Regions from separate parts of the Mus musculus genome. Here region 1 is linked to region 2. Evidence: chromatin contacts called from public promoter capture Hi-C data. All regions are on one chromosome and are shown on one strand. The core of a region is the stretch at or near the end of the contact, and the rest is flanking DNA. Distances in the headings are between cores, read along the strand shown. Region 1 holds the start of Dlx6 (distal-less homeobox 6). Region 2 holds the start of Dync1i1 (dynein cytoplasmic 1 intermediate chain 1).

Region 1 (5,678 bases), core at 2,329-4,828, 1.1 Mb before region 2:
CTTCCCTTCCCCCTCATTCCCCTCTTTCAAACCATCTCCATCCCTTCACTCTAGGCCTACTAGATGTCTTATTGTGATTCCTGGATTTAATCCTATAGCCTGGGGTTTTTAAAGTAACAGCATAAAATTAGAAAGAAATAAAATGAGATCAGTGGACCCAAAATTTTACAAAGGACTTTTAAGTGAAATAGAGTTTGGCTCACAATTGTACAACTAAATTTACCTCCTTTGGTCTATTCCATTTTTTATATTCACCAACCCCCCACATTTATTATGCTATGCATATCAAGTAGTAAACGATTATGAATTGATTAAAGGTTGTATGTTCATAGCAAAATACCTTGAACATACTTATGCACATCGTGCACACACCATGGCATATGCCTGGGATCTCTTTCTCCAGTCCTGCAAGGATTAAGAAATGCATCAACCCCCACTATCTACCTCCTATGTTGCTTAAGCAAACAGAAGTCATCAATCATCACATGATTGTTGGGGTAGCTACTAAAAGTCAAAAGGCTTCTGACAACTACAGAATCAGGAATCTAAGTTGGCAGCTTATTTAAGTCAACAACCCAAATCTCTAGATGAAAGGAAACCTACAATGTAGCATTACCTTTACAATTCCAGAATCTATTTTCCCAAGAATACGAGTCACGGAGCATCTAGAGCCCTTTCATAGCAAACCTCATACATTTTCAGTGGCAACATGCAGTAGAAACCAGGGTAAGTGAGAAGAGTTCAGGGACGCGGCCTGAAGACACCATTCTGTAAGGTCTTGGCTACTGTCTTATTAGACCCTTGCTGGATGAAGATGATGCCCATCAGAAGAGGCCTTAGCATCCCGTGCAGTTCTCTTGACTGCTGGCTTTTGAGTGCAGGCTGATATACTCACCTATGGGCCCCTTTCTGTGAAATCTGAAATGTCCAGTATACTTTTCAGGTCAGCAGGACTGTTTATTATCTGTGGTGTCCCAGGCCGTGATTTGGGGAACATTCTCTTTGTTTCTCAATTCTGTCAAGTTCTGTGCTCCAGGGAGGTACCTCAGCCTGCACTATTTGGTACCAGAATGATTCAACTACAGAGCTTAATGCAATCTTCAGAAAGTCCTGTCTTACCCATCCCGGAGTGAATGGCTTACACATGGATGTCTTTATTAAGCTGCTAGAGTCTAACTTTTGCTCCTGGTCTCAGCTCATAAGTTTCCTTCCTATGACAATGAGTTGAAATTAATATTAATTCCTAAGGGTCACTAAAGGGTCCTTAAGAAAGGCCTTATTTTGCTTCTTAGCTGGATACTACACACACACACACACACATACACACACACACACTTGTTCTACTTCGTGTTATTCTGCTCTGGAATAAGATTTGATTGAATTTGTTCACCAAAAGATCCTAGGCTCAGCTGGGGTCGCAGAGGGTTGGTGTATATGCAAATCCAATTCAGTATTCAATACCATGTCATTTGTTCCAAACTGTGTGATCCCAGGAAAGTGCACAACTGGAGCACGGGCATTTGTCATTTAGCTCCTTCCATCCTTGGTTGACTAGGCCAAGAATTCCTCCTGGTATGCTCTCTGCACGGTTATCAAGCAGGGCCAGCATTTCAGGGGTACTTGGGCTTCCCGGGAATTACCTGTGTTTGTGTCAGTCCTAAGGAAGCAGCCAGTTCGGCTCTCTCGGGAAGGGCCAGGTATTGAGTCTGCTGAAAGCGATGGTTTAAAGCCTGGAGCTGCAGGCTGGAATAAATGGTCCGAGGCTTCCGAATCTTTTTCCCCTTTCCGTTGAACCTGATTTCCCCGTTTTCGATCACTGTCGTTTTTTGTTGATCTGTAAGCAAATGACACAGAGGAGTGGTCACCCGCGAGGCCACTACTGCCTTCTCCCTTCATGTGACAAGGCTGGCAAGGAGTTTCTCCCAAGTTTAAAAAGAGTTCCTCGTAATATCCCCGCTATACCACTGTGGGCACGTGCCCCCAGAGGCTGTGAAAGCTTCCCTCCGACCGTGTCTCCAACACTAACAATGCATTATGATAGTGGATCGAATCTAGGAAGCCCGGGGCATAAAAGAGACGCTCCGCAACAGCGGAGACAGCGCAGGCCGCTTTCCGAAGTCCGTGGCGCTGTAAGGCTTCTCTTCTCTGGGCCCGAGAGCGGTTTCTTGGCCTGGCTTTTCCCAACGCCTAAAGCTATACCAGAACCACCCGGTTGTTTATGTGACCAGTTAGTTTTGTGTCACCCAGCTGCAAGCTTAGTGCTTTAAGTCCCTTCTGTATGTTTGAAATGATTCTGCTCGCGTGTATCAAAGCCCAGACACAGAACACAACCAGGAGCTCAGAGCAGCTCCAGAGCAGGCTGAGACTCTCTGGACAACGGAGAGCTATCAACCCCAGGCCCTCTGCTTCACTTCCAAGAACAAAGGAGCAGCCAAAGTACTACTGAAAACCCAGAGAGAGGGAGCCAGGTCTGGGGACGTGGGGGGGACACCTCAAAGCCCACGAGGGAAGATTTTAAAAGCAAAACAAAAACAAAAGACAAAACCCAATGTCACTAGTATCTATCGGCTGCAACAGCTTCGTTCCAAGTCACCAAGGGGCACCAAGTGCCCCAGGCAAAGTAGGCCACCGCTCTCCCAGCGTTGAGATGGGAAGCCTTAACTAGCCCTTCAGTCCTGGCCCAGAATTGTCTCCAGTTCTGATAAATGCGGGTCCCAGCAGAGAGGGAAGGGACAAGGTAGAGGGCACACAGACCTGGTGGGCTGGAGGGCGCAGTGGGGACCGTAGAGCCAGGCTAGGGCACAGCCTGGAGGCTCAATGGGAACCACAAGCAGGAGGCGGAGGAGCCAGCGGGCCTCGGGGTGAGCCAGCCGGGGGTCCACGGCGGCGGGAAGGGGCCGGGCAGGGAGAGGCCGGCAGGCAGGCGCCAGGCGATCGGGAGCCCACGGGGCCCGACTGGGGGCGCACGGGGCCGCCCGCAGGAGGGGGCCGGCGGAGGCCCCGGCGTGGAGGAAGTGAGCGGGGCGGGAGGGGTCGGAGGCAGTGGGGAGGCGGGCGAAGCTAGCTGCCTAAGCGGCCTCTCACCTGTGTCGTCCCCGCGCGTCTGGGCGGCCGCGCTGCTGTTGTGGTAGGACTGGAGGTAAGGGCTGTGCTGCGAGTGGCTCATGTAGGGGTAGGCGGCGAGCGATCGGTGGTTGTAGGAGTTGCCTCCGCTCGACGCGTAGGGCGAGCCGTGGTGGTGGTGCTGGTGGTGGTGATGGTGGGAGCCGGCCGCCGCCGCCGCCGCCGCGGCCGAGTGCAAGCAGTGCAGAGGGTAATGTGCGCCTGCCATGGCCGGGGAGGTCTGCTGCGAGTGCGGCTGCGGCGGCGGCGGCGGTGGCGGCGGCGGCGGCTGCTGTTGCTGCTGCTGCTGCTGCTGTTGCTGCTGCTGTTGTTGCTGCTGCTGCTGTTGCTGCTGCCCGAACTCCATGAAGGCGGATTTGGACGAGTCCTGGCCTTCCAAGCCGTCAGCCATCGTAGTCATGGTCATCATCAAAACTTTGGGGGCTGGAGAAAGCCTTCTCCCGGGTTTCTTTCACCCTCCCCCACTTGGCTCGCACCGCTCTCCCCTTTGCAGCCACCTTAGCTCCCGGGATCCTTGCAAAAAAATAAAAAAAATAAAAAATAAAAAAAAATTTAAAGGAGGGGGCAGAGGTGGTTCTCTTCCTCACTCTTCTCTAATATATACATATATATATTTAATATAAAGAGATATAGTGAGCAGGGCCTTGTTAACCCAAAGGGAGGAGGAAGGGGGAGGGATGGGAGAGGAGAGGGGGGAGGGGGAATCTGCTCTCTTCTCCCCCCCCTTGCTTTTCCCCCCTTGGATTTTTGGGGGCTGGTGCAGTTTAAAGCAGAGATTTTAAGGTGGATTCTGCGAAAGTTGCGCGTCTGCTTTCAGACTTGATGCAGACGCCACGAGTCGAATGGTTTGTCTCCAAAGGGCAGCGCCTTCCTATTGGTCAGTCGCCCCCTGACGTCACAGGCGCACCGCTTCTACTGGCGTGTGCGCTGCTTGTGGAGTTCTTCGCCTACCTTAAGCAACTAACTACAAGCTCAGCCCAGAGGTGCAACCTGGGGCCGCCCGGAGCTAAAGGGGAGCAGCGGTGGAGGGAGGCGCCCGGTAGGCTGCAGACGCATCCTGTCGAAGCTCCAACCCTGCTCCAAGCCCTTGTTTCCAGGCTTGGAGACTCGGAATAGCCTGGCTGGAGGCTGATCGCTTTCAATTCATTTGCACCCTTTCAGGTTGCCTGTGTTCAGAAGCAGTGGCCCTAGCATTTAAAACCAGATCCCCCCCCCTTCACTTGACTTTCCCCCTCCCTCAGGACCCCAACTCTACTCCCAAGGGAGCACTTTTGCACTGTGGGTTTTTCCAGAAGTACTTTATTAATGCCATTGATGGAAGAAAAACCTCTATATCTGGGCTCCAACTCATGGCAAGGGTCGGGGATAGTAAAGAAAGAAAAATCAGACCCTGCTCTGTTGAGATTCCTGTTGTTTTCGGCCCTAGTTCCTATATATTGACCCCCCCCCCCTCAACAGAGGAGGAATACCAACTACCCCCAGAACGCAGCAGCCTGCTCTGAAAGCGAGAGTCGTTGGAGGGCTGACAGGAATGCATTTTCTTCCTATTGAAAACAGAAGCTACTGTAATGCTTTCAAATATATGCAAATGATACATGCGGTTAGTGGTTTGGCAAATCTTGATTACAATATAAACTACCCAAGTAAAAGTGCCTTCGTCCTAAATTTGTCTCTCGATTACAATTCCAATTGATTTTATTTTATTGTCAACATTGTTAATGATAAAAATAGAGTCGTTTTACAGTTATTTTTACTTTCTGGAAGGAGGCAATTAGAGTTCTAATCAGGAATACACAAAAATCTCCCATGATTAACTGCAGTACTTTGTTCAAATTGCTGCTATAAAATTCAGAACAATTTGCCTGTAATGATTATGGACTGGGTTTATTTTGGGAGGTGGAATAAAAGTGGATATAGCATAAATTATCCTCTAATTATACACCAGTGTCGCTTCAATTATCCTCTTATCAAAATGGTTGTCTAACTGCCGCATTTAGTTTCAATTCTCTCCTTTTTTTCTATAAAAAGAACTTCATACCTTGTTATTATTAATCCATTTATTATTTGCAAGGGGGTTTATATCCGCACATCCAGGTGGTAGAACCACTTCTGTTTCAAAGATGGACTGGGGAAAGACATTAAGTTTGGAGCAGCTCAGTGCTACGGATCTAGCCTCTCTCCCTCGGGTCTCCAGACTCACTTGGTCCAAGCTGCGGAGCAGGGACAGCGGAGCTCAGGCGGCCACGTTCAGGCCCAGCCACCAGGTAGGAGAACCGGATCCAACTCTAGGCTTGGGGAGGGACAAGCAGGTCCGCACCGGGTCGCGTCCTGGGGCGGCAGGTAAGCTCTAGGAGCTTGCGGGGCCAGATGATAGAGACTGGGTGGGAGAAATCTGAGGACCCCATCCTACCCCCCTGGGCTCGGTGCCTGCTTTCAGTGGGTACAGGGAACAAACTGTGAGCTTTTGGCCACAAGAGGAAATGTGTGGGGTAGCAACCTTGTGTGGTGGTGTGTCTGGAGGTTGCGGAGGAACTAGTCTGTCTTCTTGGGAAAAC
Region 2 (5,523 bases), core at 544-3,043:
GGTGCATTCGGCACTCCAGTATTGTGATGGATGGTTCTTAAAAGAGCATCTCCTAGCCACTGGCTCCCTGGATCTGAAGTCCTGAAGAGCTGGTACTAGTGAAGAGAGCACGGCCTTAGTGCTAGGACTGCCAGGTTTTGTTCCACTAAGAAGCATGGTTAGAACAGAATTAAATACGTTTCCCTATAGTGAACCTTTAGTAGCAAATTAGGCATTGCTAAAAACAACAACAACAACGGAGGAAGTATTACAGACATTCTCAAGAAGACCCGGAGGTGGGGGGTGGAGGGTGGGGGGTGAGGGGCAGCAGGGGATGCAAGATCCAGTTTGCACTGGATGTTCCCATTTCAAAGATGCCAATACTCTAACACTGATCAACGCATGCCCCCCATCCCCGTAACTTCCACAATGGCACAAACTATTCTGGGGAAGGTTAGTTATATCCATGCTATTATCCAAGACTATCTTGGACTGTCACTGGCATGCTGCACTGTCAGCTAAGCTTCCTGCTAGTCTGCAATGTCTGGAAGCAATTCCTTCACAACTTCAAACTGCATCAAGTCTGTAATGCTCATTCCAAACACAACTCCAGCAAGAAAATGGCTGGCTACTTGTTCCTGCCTTAGGTGTGGTTACAGTCCAGGAAAGCCGGTATATTTATTGGTTTTTGGTTTTTTTTTTTTTTTTTTTCTCCTTTCCTTGAGCCTCCGGTTTCCTAAGCGATACTTTCTCCTGGTTCTCAGTCTCCGGTTTACCGAGGTAGAAGTCATGAGGCACCCGCATACTCAGTTCCTTACCAGCTCTGCCAGGATCAGTGCTCTGGTGACGATTCAGAGCTTTACGTGGCCAGAGCAATTCTGGATGGGAGTGGGGGAAGGAAAACCGCGGAGGTGTTTACCAAAACACATCCCCAGCCACACTTTTTTTTTTTTAATCCAGCAGAGAAAGAAACTGGCATCTTGCATGAGTGTTTAATTAAAGCTCGGTTGGAAGTGCATTGGCCCCCTCCGACTTGGCGGGTAGCAACAGCATCCTAGAGCTTTGCAGACAGCTCAGAAATGTAATCAGACAGCATCCTTTCCCTCACTCTGTAGGTCTCCCTTTCTAGGGGCCATGAGCTGGTAGCCCACGGGGATGTGGACAGCACAGCTTCTGGCCTTTTGCTCCCGAGGAGAAATAAACAAGGTGAGGAACCTTGCCATGCGCCTCTCCCAGTGTACAAGGTGGGCTACAAGGTGATGACACCCTTGACCCGTCCTCCTCTGCCTGTACCTCTCCGCTCCTGGGGAGCTGCAGCCAGGGCTGCCTCTGGAGGGCTCCAGCTTGGGGCGCTTCAGTATGCAGGAGCACGGGGAAAGGGGCCCAGGCTGTGTGCCCAGCGGTGGCTGCAGCAGTCACTGCTGCCCTGCTGCTCCCCGGTGTCCTGCGGATGTAGCCGGGGGCTCGGGGCTCAGAGGTGGCTGCATATAGACATGACCTCCCACCCATGGGTTACCTGAATGCTGTACGCGGAGGCTCACTGGAGGTCGTGGAGGAGGCGCGGGAGGACGGAGAGCAGCGGGCCCGCGCCAGCAGGATGTGCTGTCTCACGCTGCGCGGCTAGGCTAGCGCTCCTCCCGGAGCGATCACTTCCTCTCTCCTGAGCCTGACACTGACAGCTCCCAACACCAGGGCTGCGGGGCTCGCCCCGCCCACGGCCCACGCCCTCCACACCCGCGCCTCCCGCGGGAGGGCCTCCGCACAGCGCAGCACCGCCTCGGGCCAGCCTGGCAAGGAGGAGGGAACCCGGGGACAGTCAGTCCTAGGCTGAAGGCAGCGCACACCTTAGTTACTGCCAAGGAGAGCTGTGAGTCTGCCAAGCTCCTGATGATTTTCTCCATGGGCAACTTTCACTCCCAGACAGAGAAACTTTAAGTCTTTAAAAAAGAAACAGACAAGCTTAGATCTATCCATTCTGTACAGGTACGGTTGAACATAGGCTTCCTCAGACATATACAAACAAATACACAAACAGTTAAACATACAAACCTATACATTATATCTCTATCTATCTATCTATCTATCTATCTATCTATCTATCTATCTATCTACACACACACACATATGTGTGTGAATATAAATCATATATACATAAATACATATTGATACATACACACATGTAGACATATACGAATAGATATACATAGGTACACCTATGTATGTACATATGTTATCTACAGTGTGTGTGTGTGTGTGTGTGTGTGTGTGTAGCTTGCTTCTCGTTGCTTTTCTGATGTCTTGGCTTTAGAAACAAAACAAAATACCTGAGAAACACTTTTGGACTTCCCCGAAGCTTACCATCCTAGCTGTCACAGCGCTGAGGGAGGGAGTTTAGGATGTATGGCAGCGTGGGATTGGCATCACTTTGTAGATGAGCTTTTCATTGTTTGCAGGAACACCCTGGTCATCACTGTGCAGATAAGAGAGTATATATGTGGGGGGCATCCCATAGATACCCAAATATTTGTGATTTTATCAGTTGGCCAATGTCACAGTAATTTCAAAATAAGATCCAATCATGAATACAGTGTCTTATCTATCATTGTTTCAGATTTGTTTTCTTGGATGGTCTTTTTGATCATAGAAATAGTTGACTTAAGGCTAAATGCTTCTAGGTTGAAGAGATTCAAGATATCCTAAGAAAGAAAGATAACATGAGTCAATATATGTTGTTGCCATGGACTGGAAATGCTCAATGCAGGTCAACTCTACATTAATTTTCTTTTAAAATTTTTTTACCTGATAGAGTAGACAAAATGTTATGAGCGCTGTGTGACGCTTACTCTTGGTTGTCAACCTGACTAAAGTTGAAATCAACTAATAGGCATCCCCTTGGGCACACCTGTTAGGCATTATTGTGATTAGGTTTTCTGAAAGGGAAGACCTACTGTAAATTTGGGAAACATTTTCCCAATTATTTCTTTCTAGTACTTTCCCATTATCCTCGCAAATGCATTTATATAGTTAACATCTTGTCCAGCTTACCTCACCCGTGGCTATGCTGCCATTCTTTGCAGACATCAGAAGCCAGCTTCACCAGCCTTCCTGAGTGAGCTGAAGACCAGAGGCTTTGCAGGAACTCCCTAGGCCTTTGCACTGGACTAGGATTGCAGAAATATCCATCCCCTTAACTGGTCAGGACTGGTGTGGTGGTTTGAATATGTTTGGGCAGGGAGTGGCACTGTTAGGAGGTGTGGCCTTGTTGGAGTAGGTGCAGCCTTGTTAGAGCAAGTGTGTCACTGTAGGGGTGGGCTTTAAGACTCTTCTCTTAGCTGGCTGGAAGCCATTCTTCTCCTAACTACATTCGAATCAAGATGTAGAACTCTCAGCTCCTCCTGCACCACCCCTTCCTGGATGCTGCTACACTTCCTGCCATGATGATAATGGACTGAACCTCTGAACCTATAAGCCAGTCCCAATTAAATGTTTTCCTTTGTAAGAGCTGCCATGGTCATGGTGTCTGTTCACAGCAGTAAAACCCTAACTAAGACAAGTGGGTTCTTGTTTTCTCTAGTATGAAGATAGCTATTGTTTGACAACCTACATTGTATCATTTGAGTTGATCTAATAATCTTCTTTTAATACATATCCAATATCCATTTACTCAACTATGTCCCTCTATATAACCCTGAAAACCATAGTCTACAAAAGGACCTTGAGTCTCCGAGCATTTACAAAGCACCAGAGCTCCTGAACAGCCTAGCTGAGATTTAAATTACATTTACCTTAGTACTCAGCTCACCTGGGAAGCCAAATTTCTGTCTTTACAACACAAAAGTGTCCAGTGCCTACTACTTTCAAACCATTGCGGTAGTCATGTCACATGATCCAAAACCTAGGAAACTACAGTCTTTATTCTCAAAGATATGAGGGAGGAGAAAGGAAATATAATTAAGAACAACTGTGACTGTGGATGTTTGAATAGAGAGCTATTGTAAAAGTAGAAATGAAGAAGGGTGGCATTGCTACACATAAAATTCCAAAGCAGAGAAAAGCCGAAATGCACACAGCAAACAGTAAGTAGGCCATTGTGTTTGAGAGTGACAAATTCATGAAGAGTATAACTGGGCCCTAACAGAGGCTGAAATTGTGTACTGGTGACCCACTAAAGGCATTTGAGTGGAAAACAAAACAAAACAGCCCCCAAACCGAGATGAGTCACCTGGAAGCATCCATAGGATGGAGATTGGATCTACAAGAAAAGGGAGAAAAGACCACTTGGAAGTTCAGTACAGGATTCCATGCTTTTGTCCAGTTCTATCATTACAAATGTCCGGCGCTGTATGCTAAGCAAGTGTTCATCCCTCAGTTGAAAAATTAGTCATATTAGTTACTTCATTTTATTCCTCAAAAAGAATTCAATGTAGGATATTGAAGAGACATTTGAACATTGATGTTCATTGAAACATTTTGTTGTCTCATGGTCAAAGAGTAGAAGCAATTCAACCATCTACCCAGAAATGGAAGATGTGTGTGTGTGTGTGTGTGTGTGTGTGTGTGTGTGTGTGTGTGTATTATGCAGCCTCAAAAACCCTCTGTTGAATCCAGTAAGATAGAAGAAAGTAGAATGCGGTATGTCATGTGAAATAAGCAAGTCACAGAAGGAAAATATTGTGTAGTTCCATTTACATAAAGTATGTAGAAGAATAGAAATAAGGAACAAAATATGCAGGTAGTTTCCAAGAGGAAAACTTTCAGGAATGATTAAAGGTTTGTTTGTTTTGCTTTGCTTTTGTAAGAATAAAAGCTCCATTGATTGATAGTTTAACAATGAGAATATACTTAACACTATTGAATTTTACCCTTAAGAATGATTGAGATACTGTTCTTAGCTTGTGTGTTTTAACAATAAAAAGGCAGTGATAAATGATTTTCATTATGCATTATCCAGGTACAATATACTGTGAGACTAGAAATAAACATGAAATGAAGGACCCTGTTTCCAGGCTCTGGCCACCACCAATCTAGCTAACATCCTACTTTGTGTTAATAGCAATATGGTGGTTTTATGTGGTACATAGATTCTTTGTCTTGGCAAAGTTTCTTCTTATGTCCCAGGGGTTCATTTATTTTTATTTATTTATTTATTCATTCATTCATTTAGGTTTTTTGAGACAGGGTTTCTCTGTATAGCCCTGGCTGTCCTGGAACTCACTTTGTAGACCAGGCTGGCCTTGAACTCAGAAATCCGGCTGCCTCTGTCTCCCAAGTGCTGGGATTAAAGGCGTGCGCTACCACCGCCTGGCAGAGTGTTCTAGTTTTTAATGTACTATTCTACCATTCACGTACTGAAAGACATCTTAGCTGCTTCTAGCTTTTATAATGATGACTACAATTCTTCTGAGCATTCATAAGCAGGGGTATACAAGCATTTGTACTTTGGGATTCATTTGGATCAATATCTAAGATCATGACTACTGGATCCTTTGATAAACTTAATTATCAGCTTCCTAGGGTATTGATAAACATTTTAACAAAGTGGCT

The links. Capture Hi-C pulls out chosen DNA fragments and counts their contacts.
Region 1: a promoter capture Hi-C map of liver shows a contact between it and region 2, with 3 times the contacts expected there. The contact joins the promoter of Dlx6 here to the promoter of Dync1i1 in region 2. A contact is called at or near these places in 5 of 39 promoter capture datasets (cranial neural crest, embryonic stem cells and hippocampal neurons), 7 of 484 Hi-C or Micro-C datasets (all in embryonic stem cells), 3 of 115 datasets of contacts at active chromatin or transcription factors (embryonic stem cells and stem cell-derived neural progenitor cells) and 1 of 9 other capture datasets (liver).

The regions. Positions count from the first base shown.
Region 1 is chr6:6,861,234-6,866,911 of GRCm38.p6, reverse strand. It overlaps Dlx6 (distal-less homeobox 6), which reads right to left and starts at 3,578. Exons shown (of 4, transcript NM_010057.2): 1 at 3,085-3,578; 2 at 1,641-1,834. The coding sequence starts at 3,532. The region is part of intron 1 of Dlx6os1 (distal-less homeobox 6, opposite strand 1); the gene reads left to right. It overlaps Dlx6os2 (distal-less homeobox 6, opposite strand 2), which reads left to right and starts at 1,762. Exons shown (of 1, transcript NR_002839.2): 1 at 1,762-3,115.
Region 2 is chr6:5,721,909-5,727,431 of GRCm38.p6, reverse strand. Dync1i1 (dynein cytoplasmic 1 intermediate chain 1) reads right to left here and starts at 1,793. Exons shown (of 17, transcript NM_010063.4): 1 at 1,496-1,793.